Linked DNA regions of Rattus norvegicus: region 2 is linked to region 1. Evidence: chromatin contacts called from public Hi-C data. All regions are on one chromosome and are shown on one strand. Each heading gives the region's core, a stretch centred on a gene start, on an enhancer-like site or on the middle of the called end of the contact. The rest is flanking DNA. Distances are from core to core; before and after follow the strand shown.

The links. Hi-C and Micro-C count contacts between places; a contact is called where the count stands out from the background.
Region 2: a Hi-C map of Schwann cells shows a contact between it and region 1, with 7 times the contacts expected there. The contact joins the enhancer-like site here to the promoter of Mme in region 1. A contact is called at or near these places in 2 of 12 Hi-C or Micro-C datasets (Schwann cells and hepatocytes).

What each region holds. Positions count from the first base shown.
Region 1 is chr2:149,870,921-149,877,507 of GRCr8, forward strand. It overlaps Mme (membrane metallo-endopeptidase), which reads left to right and starts at 1,577. Exons shown (of 23, transcript NM_012608.2): 1 at 1,577-1,694; 2 at 5,331-5,500; 3 at 6,185-6,220. The coding sequence starts at 5,341.
Region 2 is chr2:150,481,322-150,487,640 of GRCr8, forward strand. It overlaps a transcript of Plch1 not described here. Among named protein-coding and RNA genes, the nearest start is that of C2h3orf33, 70 kb to the right of the region's middle. Within about 2 kb of position 3,465, at least 2 of the 93 cell types and tissues checked have an H3K27ac peak or open chromatin away from gene starts, as enhancers often do. A contact at or near this core is called in Schwann cells, where this site is marked.

The DNA.
Region 1 (6,587 bases), core at 327-2,826:
CTGGAAATGTCTTTCCATGATACTCATTATTTCTTTAATATACATTGCTTGTCTTTGTCTTTAGCTTTTTTTCTAAAAAATAAAAAAAATTAAAACAAAACACAAAGTTGGTTAGGGCAAAAGGAGTAAAACATTTTAACATTCAAAGATAGATTCAAGTTCCCGAAAGTCCATTTCTGTTTGGGTATGATCGCACCTATGGACCAAGTGTGATGTTTAAAACTTGTGATTCCAAAAAGGAGAAGGATCAGAAGGATACTCTATATGTACAACTCTGTATGTACTTGACATTGAATAACTTCACTGAAATCCTCAGGCGGGGTGGGGCAGAAAAGTTTAGCCTTTCTGAGTTTTTTTGGTTATAATAGCTGCTAAAGGCAGTTTCCGTAAAATATTTGTCTCTGCACAAAGTCAATCTTTCTTTCTTTGACAAATTCATTGCCTTGGGTTTAAGAGAAACCCAGAAACACAAATAGACAGGGGGTGGAGTGGTGGGGGGTGGGGTGGGGGAAGAGGAGAAGAGAGAAAGGAAGGAGGAAGAAAAGAAGACTTTGAAAAGATAGGAAGGAGAGTGAAGGACAAGGGAAAACAGAAAGAGCAAGAGTGAAGAGTGAGAGAGAAGCATCATGGTCTTGGTCTGTTAGAGAATGAGAGCTTGCAATCAGCACTACAGAATCCCAGAGAGACAGTGTATTATTGTCTTGAAAGCCACAAAGCTAAACAATTCCAAGAATGTCTGGCAAAGCCCTTTTGGGAAGGGCAAGGTGGGGGACTAACTGGGAGAGGGAGCCCCCTCCGCCCCTTTACTCGGTGTGACAGGATTTGGGAGACCTGGCGGAAACCTTCAGGTCACCCGGGGAACTGCTCTCGCGGCTGGTCCTGTGCGGCGAGGCGGGGGGTGAGCGCGAGGCGCGCGGGGCGCGGAGATGTGCAAGTGGCGAAGCTGGACCGAGTGCAGGCGCAAGCTGCTGAGCGGCTGAGGCGAGGGGTGAGTCTGGGGTGAGGGTCCAAGGGATGCGGGCTTCCCGGTTGCCCTCCCGCCCGGAGCCGGAGTGGGGCCTGGAACCTCCCGGGACTCTGGCCTCGTCCCACTCTGCGCGTTCGGCGCTCGGGCGCACCCTGGGGACCGCACCGAGGGGTGGGCGCTCGCCTGGGCTGGGGGCTACTCTGCCTGCGGCCATCCTGGTCGATGCGCTTATTGGTCGGGATGTGTCTGCTCAGTCGCCTCCAACTTCTCCCCAATCACACTGGTGAGTCACCGGAGAGCGAGCGACCGGGCACGGGGAGCGGGGCACCAGTGTCCCTGGGGCGCCGGGAGTCGGTGGGACGGGCAACAGGAGGACGAAGCGGGCGGGGGCCGGGACGCACGGAGCAAGGACAGAGGCCGTGGTCCCGCGCGCCGCGGGCGCCGGGTGCCTGGTCGCCGTGGGCGGAGGAGGCGTGTCCTGCGCGGGAGCCGCCACTGGGACCTGAGAATGTGGGGAGGGGAAGGGACCGAGAGGGCGACCTGGAGGAGGACCCTGCGAGTGATGTCAGGTCACCTCCAGGTTCATTTTCATAGCTTCCTGCAGCCTCCGCCCAGGAGTTCTGTTTGGTGACCGAGAGCAGCGCTGCCAAATTGCACCGGGGTTCATTTGGGGGCTGGGAATTGGCCATTCCGCTGTACAGACACTGTTTTTATTTTAAAAAGCAAGGTTTGTTTTCATTTTAGTTTCTGTCGGATTCTCTCCTCAATTAACTCACTTTTCTAGTTTTCAATTTTCTTAACCTAAATCTCTTTTCACAATCCCACCTCTTCATCGTGCTTCGAACCTTGGCTTCCTATTATATAATTCATGCTTAAATCTGCCAAAGGGTTGGCTGGCGCGGGGTGGGGGTGTTCTTTAGTAGATGGAAGTTTTTAAAGACCCTTTCTTACTTAACCTATCCCGATCTATTTATACTCTTTAAAAATGAGAGTAACTATAAACGGGTATTCCTCTGAGCCTCTCGGTCAAGTCTATTCCTTGTCCATAAGCGGCTCACATGGATTTTATTAAACTGAAAACTAGTAACTGACTTGCAGCGCCAGCGTTTGGAAGCTGCTATCGGCAGATTGGCCCTGAGGGAGTGGAGCTGCACGCCCTTGGATTTTTTTTTTCTTTTCCCTCCTTCTTTCGTTCAAGTTCTCAAAAATGTTTGTTGTGTTTTGGACTTGATGTTGTTTGTCTTGGGTTGTATAGCTACACTGAACACGAGAGCAACGTGGATGGGACTTTTCATGTCAGAACTCACTTCAGGCGAAGGAAACACCTACTAGTTAATGTGGGGGGGGGGGGCTGTCTTCTGAATTCCTTCTTCAACTTCCGTGGACACAATCTAAATATGAAACTCTGCCTCAGTTTCCATTAATGCAAACTAACTCCGAAGCACCGCCACAGGGACTTACAGACATGTATTGTCGCAGTATCACAGTGTGCTCTGACGGAAAATTGCTTTGCTCCACCTTTCTCTTTAACCGATCAGTTATCTTCCAGGTTTCATAATTTGACGTTTGCTGATGCTGATGCTTTGAAGGAAATACATCTTATACCCAAGCAAAAATAACATTGTGTTCTTTTGCTGATGTTGCCAAGTTGAAGTTTGTGGAGTTTCTTTTGAGTCTGAACTCCAGATTCTCTGTTCTCTTATTGTCTGTTTTGGCATTTGCTTTTTAGTTTAAGAGTCCCCCCCCCCCGCCCCCATGTGAAATGTTTTAAGAACCTAGGTGTGCGTTTGCTTCTCCTACTACAAGCATTGACTTTGCACTGCGTTTTGTATTCTGATCTGTCTGTCTTCACATCACCGATCTTTTAAACGTGTTTGGATGTGGTTAGATTGGATCTTAAGGTAACTGAAGATTTCTGATGTGCTCCATCTTGAGGTATTCTGGCTTACATTTTCTTATTACAAGATAATGAATTATCTTGAACTAAGTGGAAATGAAGGGCAAAGTTAATAGGAGGTTAATATTGCAGCATTTCTGCTTTTTACCAGTGCCTAAAAGTAGTACACTAAGAAAAAAAGAACTTCTGAAGAATTGCAAAATCTTTAGAAGAAAGGTTGAAGTATGAAATTTTGATTCAAAGATGATTTCCTTTGATGCAGGTAAAAAAGACTAAATATCTTGTTTACTTTACACTCTTTGTTTCCCTACAGCTACTCCTACAGCCTTAGGTACCTAACTGTCACCCTTGTCACCCTGTTCAAGGGTAAGGAGGGAGTAAGCAATAACCCAGAACTGAGAAATGCCCGCCTACTAGATTTCCCTCACCAAGAAGCTTGGTGGCGCCAAAGAGCACTTTGACTTAAACTGATCCGCGGCCACTGCTCCAAGCTTTACTTTCCAGACTAACTAGCTCTGATTGAGGCTTCTAGAAAGGACAAAAACAAAAATAAACGACGGCGACAACAAAAAGACAAAACACACAGATAAAAAAGCAGCTCTTTATTTAAACATTTAAGGGCAGTAGGGAAATCCTCAAGCAGATGTGCTAATACTCAAATTCTGGGGGTCCAGGGAACCTGTTCTTTGTGCTTACTTCTCTGTTAAGGGAGAAAGTATTAAATTTGTCCCTGTCTTCTCCTTGCCCAGCCACCACTACTATTAAAATAGCGGTACGATCAATGCAATTCTGTATCACCGCCCCGGGAGCCGCGAGGCTAAGCTAACATGAGTTACATAACCATTAAATAAGGCATTTCAACAGTCAGGTACATTACATTCCACTTTTATTGTACAGACACGGTTTTCATTGTCCAGTAAAGTATTTTTATTTGATAGTCCTTGCTTAGAATGTCATGTAATCAGGAGGACAAACGGCTTAAGACTTTGAATCCAGTTTTTTAATGACTATGTGTGTTTTATTATTGATAAGTCACTAGAGAAAACAAATCTCTACCTGCCTGCTGAGTCTCAACAATACTTCAAATTTATAGTCATGTTCTACTTTGCGTAGCGCCTCAGTTTCCATCAAAGGACTTGTAACTGTTCAAGGAAAGTCTTTACTGATGAGAACATTTCTCAGCAATTGCTTCATCTAACAGCCAAATTCTATGGTTAATTTGTATCGAGTCAAAAAAAAAAAAAAAAAAGCTAACTTGTTGTTTAAGGTGTCCTTTCCCGAAGTCATGCAGAAAGGTTGAAGTTTCTGTAAGCTTTGCTCAGCAATTTTTAAAGAACATCTGGCCTCTAAAGAAACCATGGAATCTAACCATGGCCTTATATACCCTGAGTTTTTCACCATAAATTTCTGTATGGATGTCTAAAGTACCTTTTACTTTACATGGCACTGTTGCATGCAAAATTGTGGCCAAGTGTTCTTTAGGTATTGCTTAGCTGTGTCATCTTGAGCAAGCTGATTGGTTTCGCTGTTTTCCAACTTTGGAAATTGGGTTATTAACATCCACTCCACAGAGATTAGGAGAGTGAATGTATAAAACATTAAAAATCGTACTTAACATCTAGCTAGAACTCCAGAAGTCCCACCTATGGTTAGAAGTATTAATATTTTTAATTAATTATAATTATATATTCTGCAACTGATATGCTGAAGGAGAGTTTACTTAATCATGTTTGGGTTTTTTTCCTCCTTCAATCACACAATAAACACTGATGTGGTTATTGTCTTTCCCCCTGAAATATAAGCACATTTTGTCCATTCAGTGCCCATCTTCAAGAATGCTGTCTAACCCATTCAGACATACCTTTATCTGCAGGGGAAGTAATTTTGAACTTTAAAAATACAAGTTGTTTTCAAGGTAAAATAAACTACTTTCAAGTGTTTATTCCTTTCGGTTTTTATCTGTATTTGCATTTTATATTTCTGCTTAGTCAATACTTTAAGATATTAGTCATTGATTTTCTTTTAACTTATAACAAACGTTGGAGCAAGATATGAAGTTAACCTTTAACAGTCCAAAGTTCACGTGAGTGAGCTTAAAACTTTCTTAATGATGGTTTAACAATTATTTGCTCATGACTATCAGAAGTAACGTGAGTATTTAAACAACCCTTTCTGGTAGCTTCAGTGATAGATACACATGTCTATTCTTTCTTAAGAACTCATACACCTGTGTGTGTGTCTCTGTGTGTGTCTGTTTAAGAAGAAAAAAATATAAGAAATTGGTTGGGCCTGGGACCAATCAGATTCAAATGTATGTATATTCTTTATACGTTTTGCTTCCAGCTTTAACATTTTGACTTTTAGCAAGCAGTTTCTGACATACAGGTATCCTTTCTCTGAAATGCATGCATGTGCTTTTTTAAAATCTACTTATGATGTTTTTGTATGTATATGAATAATTCACAGATTTTAGGTGATGGGAAGATCAGAAAGTCAGATGGATATTACTGATATCAATGCTCCAAAGCCGAAGAAGAAACAGCGATGGACTCCACTGGAGATCAGCCTTTCTGTGCTCGTCTTGCTCCTGACTATCATAGCTGTGACAATGATTGCTCTCTATGCAACCTATGATGGTGAGTGGCTCCCAGGCCCACCCAGAACCCAGTGCGAAAGGGGACCGACCCTGTGCGTGTCCTTTCAGCATTGACCTTGACACGCTTGGAGGATGCACAGGTTCACTTGGAGGTCAGCATCCGTATGTTAAAATGATAAACTTAGGATAAAATACACGATCCATACATTTGAGCTAAGTTATTAATTGCAAAACACATTCAGTATCTTCATGTTTGTGAGACCTGTGCAATTTTGTTTGATTAAAATATACACAAATTTTTTTGTCTAGCTTCAGTAATAGCTGCTCACCAATTACTGTTGTGTCACTGCAATTTTAAAAGTTTTCTTGAGAGTCTAAGAACTCAGATTTTGATTTTCAGAAGTTTTTCACAATAAGGATTATTAAAGACTGGCTCTTTAATGAGAAAACATGATTGCAGAATGATGAATGAAGCATTCAGCTGCTTCAATATTTCCAGAGTTTAATTGGTGAATATGGCATAACAGCATACTTTTTTCCTTTTTAACCATCCTTAAATTTAGCATTTGCCTTTTATTCTTCTTTTAGCTTTTTAATTAGTAAAAATAATATACAATGTTTAGTGTTACACTTATTTAATTGGCAGAATTTTTAGTAACAAAGGAAAAAATAACCTGGAAAATGTTATTATCAATACTTATAGATCTACTCTCTTTTTCTCTAGATGGTATTTGCAAATCATCAGACTGCATAAAATCAGGTAGGAAACTGTTTTTTCATTTACTAGTTTGCAGTTAATATATAATACTTAAAACGCAAATGTTAATGGAGATGTCTACTTTTGTCCTGCTCATGTGCATGCTTACTAAACTTATGTCAACAAAAAAATGTATTTAATAGAAAATTAATCAACTGAAATATTCTGAGAGTGCCACTGCTCTACAATGATAATGAATTATTTCTGGTTTTGTGGTACTTGCTATGGGCTTAGAGAGAGAAAGTGAACACCAGACACCAGAACAGTGAGCCTGTAATTAAATGTCAGTCGTTAGAAAAGAATGACATGCAGTTTGTGTGTGTGTGTGTGTGTGTGTGTGAGAGAGAGAGAGAGAGAGAGAGAGAGAGAG
Region 2 (6,319 bases), core at 2,215-4,714, 610 kb after region 1:
TTACCTGGTTATATAAGAACTGTCAGCAACATAAAGAAGTCAAATTGGTAAGTAAAAGTTGATTAGGAAGCATACCTGCTCTAGAAGCCCCTCCCTCCAAATAAACATTTCTTCACCGCATGTTCTCTCTCTCTCTCTCTCTCTCTCTCTCTCTCTCTCTCTCTCTCTCTCTCTCTCCCCTCCCCCCCCTCTCAATACTATGTATGGAATCCCAAAATATTATTCTTAGCCCTCTCTGACGATGAAACAGACCGGCATGCTCACTGAATTCACTGTCCCTACCTCAATAATTTCACTGTTCCTACCTCACAGGTGCTGAGTCCTGACACAGACCCACACACTTGGTAAGTTCACTGCTCCTACCTTAGCCAAGTGCTGAGTTCCCTCAGACTAACGAACAGGATATCTTTCAGTCCTCAATCACTAAATCTCTTCAGGCAAAGAAACCCAGTATGATGACTGGCCGTATCTGAAATCAACTCTTAAAGCTCCTAGTTGCATTACAAATGAACAGTATCATGGTTCTAACCGGCTTTGAGTCTCTTAATCTTGAGAGGATTTAATATCTCTAAACCCTTTGAGAAGTAATTCTTGAACTGTGAAAAGTAGTTGATTCACATTTCAAGTGCGACACTGCCCCCTTGTGTAGCTTGTGTTTGGTGAAAAGTCATTCACAAAAATGTAAAAATTGTTAACTCTCAGAAATAGTTCGAAGGCATCTAAGATACTAGGAAAAAACTTTGAAATCTATGAAGACCAGTATGCTTATTTCACACTCCCTTTATCAGGAAACAAACCAACATGCTCACTGAATTCACTGCCCCCACCTCAGTAAGTTCACAGTTCTTGTCACGGGAAAATTGCATGCCTGACAGACTGTTTAATTTGTTCAAGCTCATCCACCACTGGCTAGTCACAGAGCAAGGACTCTTGAATGGTATTCCGACTTCTCAAGGCCCAGGGGTATAGCTGAGTGGTAGAGTACTTGCCGAGAACTCATCTCTCAGGATGGAATGATAGACAGACTAGGACAGAAACACTGGGATTGTGGCGTCCTGAAGATCAGAGTTTGAATACCAAATCTCCACTCAAACCTTCTAGCTTTAGTTCCTTTATCCAAAAACTGGGATGAACAATTACAAAGACTCCCAAAGGGCTCTAGAGAGCAGTGCTCACTATTAGGCCCTGGACATAGTGTTCCTCGTGACAATTAACTGCCATTGTCAGCTTGACTCTTCAGACTCACCTAGGAGACATACCTTCCGGTGTGTCTGTGAGAAAAACTTCCAGAGAGTTTACTGGGGAGGAAAGCTTCACCCTAACAGTGGATTTTGAAGCTCCAGAATGAATAAAATGGGGGAAAGGAGAAAAGGAGCTGGGCACAAGCACTCATCTCTACTTCTTGATGTAGAAGTAGTGTGACTAGTGTCCTCATGCTCTGGCCTCCATAGTTAAAACACTTGACACCATGCTTCCCCCAGAGATGGGCTGTGCCTTCAAGCTGTGAGGCAAAACAATCCCTTCCTTGAAATACAAGAAAAATGACTGCTATAAACCAAAATATAGTAACATGCTAACTGAAATATAACTATAAAAACATATCAGAACCTTATTCGAGTCATAACTGTAGTTTTAGCTATCTGGATGAAGACATTTACAATAAGGAAAATGGCAATAAACTGCAGCATTTCAACAGTACAGTAACACTCTGTCTCCTGAGACAAATAAGTCTAAACAGAAAACACTGTACAACTGAAAACATGAGTGTGTGCATGAAGCACCCAACAGCACTCTTGGGTGAGCTTCAGAGGAAAGCAACTGCTGAAGCCAGACTTAAGTTTAAAGGAATGATACACATTAAATCGGTCACCAAAATGAAGGATGAACCCCAAAGTCAAAAGCTGAGGATAAATGGGAGTGTGTTTAATGAAACATCACCCCTCTCATGAAACCTCTCTCTACCTCCCTCTGTATCTCCTGGGCAATTCCAAATTCCAGTGACCCAGAAAGTATTGGCTCACAATATAAATTACTCCCATGGCGATCCTGATAACGGAATGGACAAAGCTTATGAGATACTAAACAAGAAACTATCGCCTGGGTTAAAGGCAATGGTTTAAGATAATTACTATTTGTCATGAAAATGACTAGTATTGATCACTCTCTGTTCAGCTACGGTAATCCACCCACCAGATATTCTGAAATGTAGCAAGGTTCTCTGTTCTGTTTTCTTGTGGTCTGATACACCAGTGAAGTCTTGAAACCCCAAAGGACACCAATGTAAGTGAGTGGACTTCCTTTTAATGAGTTACTAGAGCAGATGGACATCAGCACACTTTAACATTTGAATTTAGAAAGCACACACCTTTTTGGTAAGAAGCACTGAACAGTGAGCTTCAAATATTGACTGAACACTTCGTATAAGCCCCGCCCCCCAAAGAGTTCCAAACATTGGAAAGGTACATTAGTGGAGTCAACATGAGAAGAAAGGCTGAGAGGCAGGAAGGAAGTACACCACTGCTGTTGAGGAAGTTCTCACCGCTGAAAACCTCGGGTCACGGTCTAATGGAATTTTAAGATAATTAACCATGAGCAAGTAATCTCAAGCTCTTGGCTCAACCCCACAATTAGACCATACTTGCATCCAGAACAGTACAATAAAAGGACTTTCAAAAGCAGAGTCCCAGCTACATAAATACAAGAGCTCACCATGAAACACACGGTTGTCTACTAGAAAATGCCTGCGGTACTGCACACAGTTCCTCTTCTCGCCGTTCCAGTAGCTCATTGCCGGAGGATCTCTGGCACAGCATCAAAATGAAGTTACCCTGTCAGGAGAGACAGAATGAGACAGGAATGAAGAAAGCGGCAGCCACACGCTCACACAGGCAGCACAATGGCCCGTGTTGCCTGGCATTAGGGACAACACACGGAGCTACAATTTGGACCAAGACTCCTCTAGCCCATAACAAATTTCCCACAAAAGTTCCAAGAACCTGAATGCTATTTTTTTCCCATGCTAAAACAGTAACTTTTTCCAACAGCACCATTCTGGACTCGGTTACTGCTTTCTGCTGAGGAAATAAAGCTACCATTAAGCATGTTTCAGGACTGGTTTTTGTGCTCCAGGCTGCACTTGGATTTCATCAGGACCAAACCAGTCAATCCTGATAGATTTCCATAGGTTTCACTAGCAGGTGAGCTCTCATTCTCAACTCCTGAATTTTCTGTTGGGTGGGTTATGTAACCAACTCACAAAATGTTAGAAATTATTGCAAAGTTCAAGTGGGTGCAGATAGGCCAAACCATAACAAAGTGTGTTTGCCTTCTGTTCCTTCATTGCAGCTATTTATTTAGGGGCCCTAATCCTTGGATCCATCCAGGCTTACAGATGTAACCAGAGCTGGCCAGGCCTCCAGCACAATGCTCTCACAGAACCCCCAGAGACTCCTGTCTCTGCAGAGACCAAACACTTGAAAAGCAGAGATCTGAGCTGATGAATTAAACTGCAAATCCAGTGTGCGTGACCCTGGACAAGGCCCCCTTTGTTCACAAGATTTGCCTAGTGACTTTTCAGAATTCCAGCCTCCTTTCTGGTCACATAACAAAGTTAGAAAACAATAACAGCAGCAGAATAAAAGGGGGGAAAAAAGCAAGGCTGGCAAGAAGGAAAACCCACAGGTGGGAAACAGTTTTGTCATCTGCCCTATTGTAACAGTCTAGAGGTTTGTAAATGTACCCCAGGACCGAGCAAGTGGCTTGGTGAAAAAGGTAAGTCATCACAGTGTTGTCTGTCACTGGGACAGCTAGTGGAGGCTCCAGGAGCTTTGGTAAGTTTCTCCTTAAGCTTCCACACAGGGGACCTTATCTAAGTTCAGCCTACTTGCTGCTCCACTCAAGCCTGATGCCCTCCCCCTCATTTTACTTCATCCCTGCCAGCTTAGAATGATGTTGTCCCCCAGAGCCAACATTTCATGCTATAAAGATGCCCCTTTCCCAAGTATTTTTAGATATAGAAATAATGCAGTGTGACTTATAAGTGAAACATGTGCTTAAAAGAGTGTAGTACCCTGAATTTAATAACCAGCCACACAGGTACGTTAGTACAAAACAACTAAACATGATATTTTTTTTTCAAAACTGCAGAACTGAAATCCACCCGGTTTCTTTCCTGTTTTAGTATCCTTTTTCCTCATTGCATATCTCTCCTAGAATAATTAACTTTAATATTCACCATTCCAGCATTTTACCTAAATACCTAATATTGAAGTCCTCTATATTATTGAGGGCACTACCTTTTCCAAGAAAATATTTTTTAATAATTAACAGTAGTATCCCTGACTTACAAAAGGTGTTCATGTCACTTATAGTACAAAGGTGCTAATGTACATGGAATTAAAAAGAAGACCATCCCCAATGGAGAGATAAAGACTCCAACCCACCCACAAAACTTTTGACCCAAAATGGAGCAGAGATGGAGGGAGTGGCCAACCAATGGCTGAACCAACTTGACACCCATCCCATGGGCAAGCACCAATCCCTGGCACCTTTACTCTTGTAGACAGAAGCCTAGCACGGCTGTCTTCTGAGAGGCTCCACCGAGCTGCTGACTGAAACAGATGATGAGACCCACAGCCAAACACCGAATGAAGCTTGGAGAATTTTATGGAAGAGTTGTGGGAAGGATTATGGACCCCAGAGGGGATGGGAACGCTACAGGAAGACAGAGTCAACTAATCTGAACCCTTGGGGGCTCCAGGGACTAAACCACCAACCAAAGAGCCTATGCGGGCTGGACCTAGGCCCCCTGCACATATGTAGCAGATATGCATGCCACTTGTCTTCATGTGGGTCCTCCAACAACTGGCTGTCCCTAAAGCCTGCCTGTGGATTTCGTTTCACTAACAGGAAGGGCTGCCTTGTCTGGCCTCAGGGGGAGAGGATTTGCCTAGCTCTGAAGAGACTTGATGTGCCAGAGTGGGGGAGATACGGAGCGGTGGGGGAGGGGCAGGGGTTCCACCCTCTCGGGGAAGAAAGAAAGAGGGGTGGGAGGGAGCTTGTGTGAAGCGGGCACTTGGAGGAGGAGGGGCAGTGATGGGGACGTAAAGCGAATTAAAAAAAAAAAGACCCTATCTATATTCATGCTTATTTTCCCTTGCTAATTCAATTTTGTGGTTTTATTTGTTATTATCAGATTTTGCACACTATGCTCATTGCTGATTCAAGGAAGAAGGTTGTAAAAGAGTAAGGAAACCCTAAGATGTTTATAGTGAGCAAAGCAGGTCCTCATGCAGCCTTCTCATCCACTCCCTATTAATCTTCTGAGACAGGTACTGTTATCTCCTTCTACCACCCCAAAGAAGAGAACATGCTATTAGACTGATTTGTTTATGCTGCCAGGAAAAGGCAGAAACGCAACCTTCAATTCTATCTTCAGATTCCAAACGCAAGTTTCTAACCTCCATAGGCCATAAGGGACAAGGCAGTTACACAATGTGAAGGTTTCAAACACGTCCTGTAGCCAGGAAGAGATTCTCTGCCTGTAATCTCAGCACTTGAATGTTGAGTCTGGAGGATACTGTGTTCGAGGTCAGCCTAGGGGTACATAATGAAATCCTATGCAAAATAATAAATTAAAACAAACAAACAAAAAAAAAACAAACTGTGTGCCTATGTGGGCCTATGTATATGGGATATGTCCTACAAATTCACAATGATTACAGCTAATATACTGACTAATTCAGTGACTCTGTTCTAACAATAAAATCAGCTGAAACTGATGCTAAATCTTTCAACATAAAATTTGAAATGCTCTAGCCTGTTTCTTTTTTGCTGTGATTAAACACTGGCCAAAAACAACTTGTGGAAGAAAGGTTTTATTTTATTTGAGCTTACACTCTATTTAGTCATGGAGAGAAACCAATGCAGAAAGCGGGAGACAGGAACTTAAGCAGAGACCACAGAAGAATGTTCCTTACTGGCTTGCTTCTGCTCAGCTAGAGAGCCTTATTAAAAAAAGCTCAGGGCCTATGGGTGACACTACCTACCTACACAGGCTAGGCCCTACATCAATTAACAATCAAGAAAATGCCAGTCTGATAAAGGCAGTTCCTTGGTTGAGGTTCCCAGGTATGTCAAAGTAACAACCAAGATCAGCCTCAAAATAAATAAAAAAACAAACAAACAAACACCTTTTACTCGATTCCTTCTGCCTTCAGCACAGAGAATTTAGCCACAAATTGCGATGGAGCCCTGGTTGAAGTATTCCAGTCTCAGACATATGCTGTGACCTTAACATCTACATTCCCCAAGTTCATCT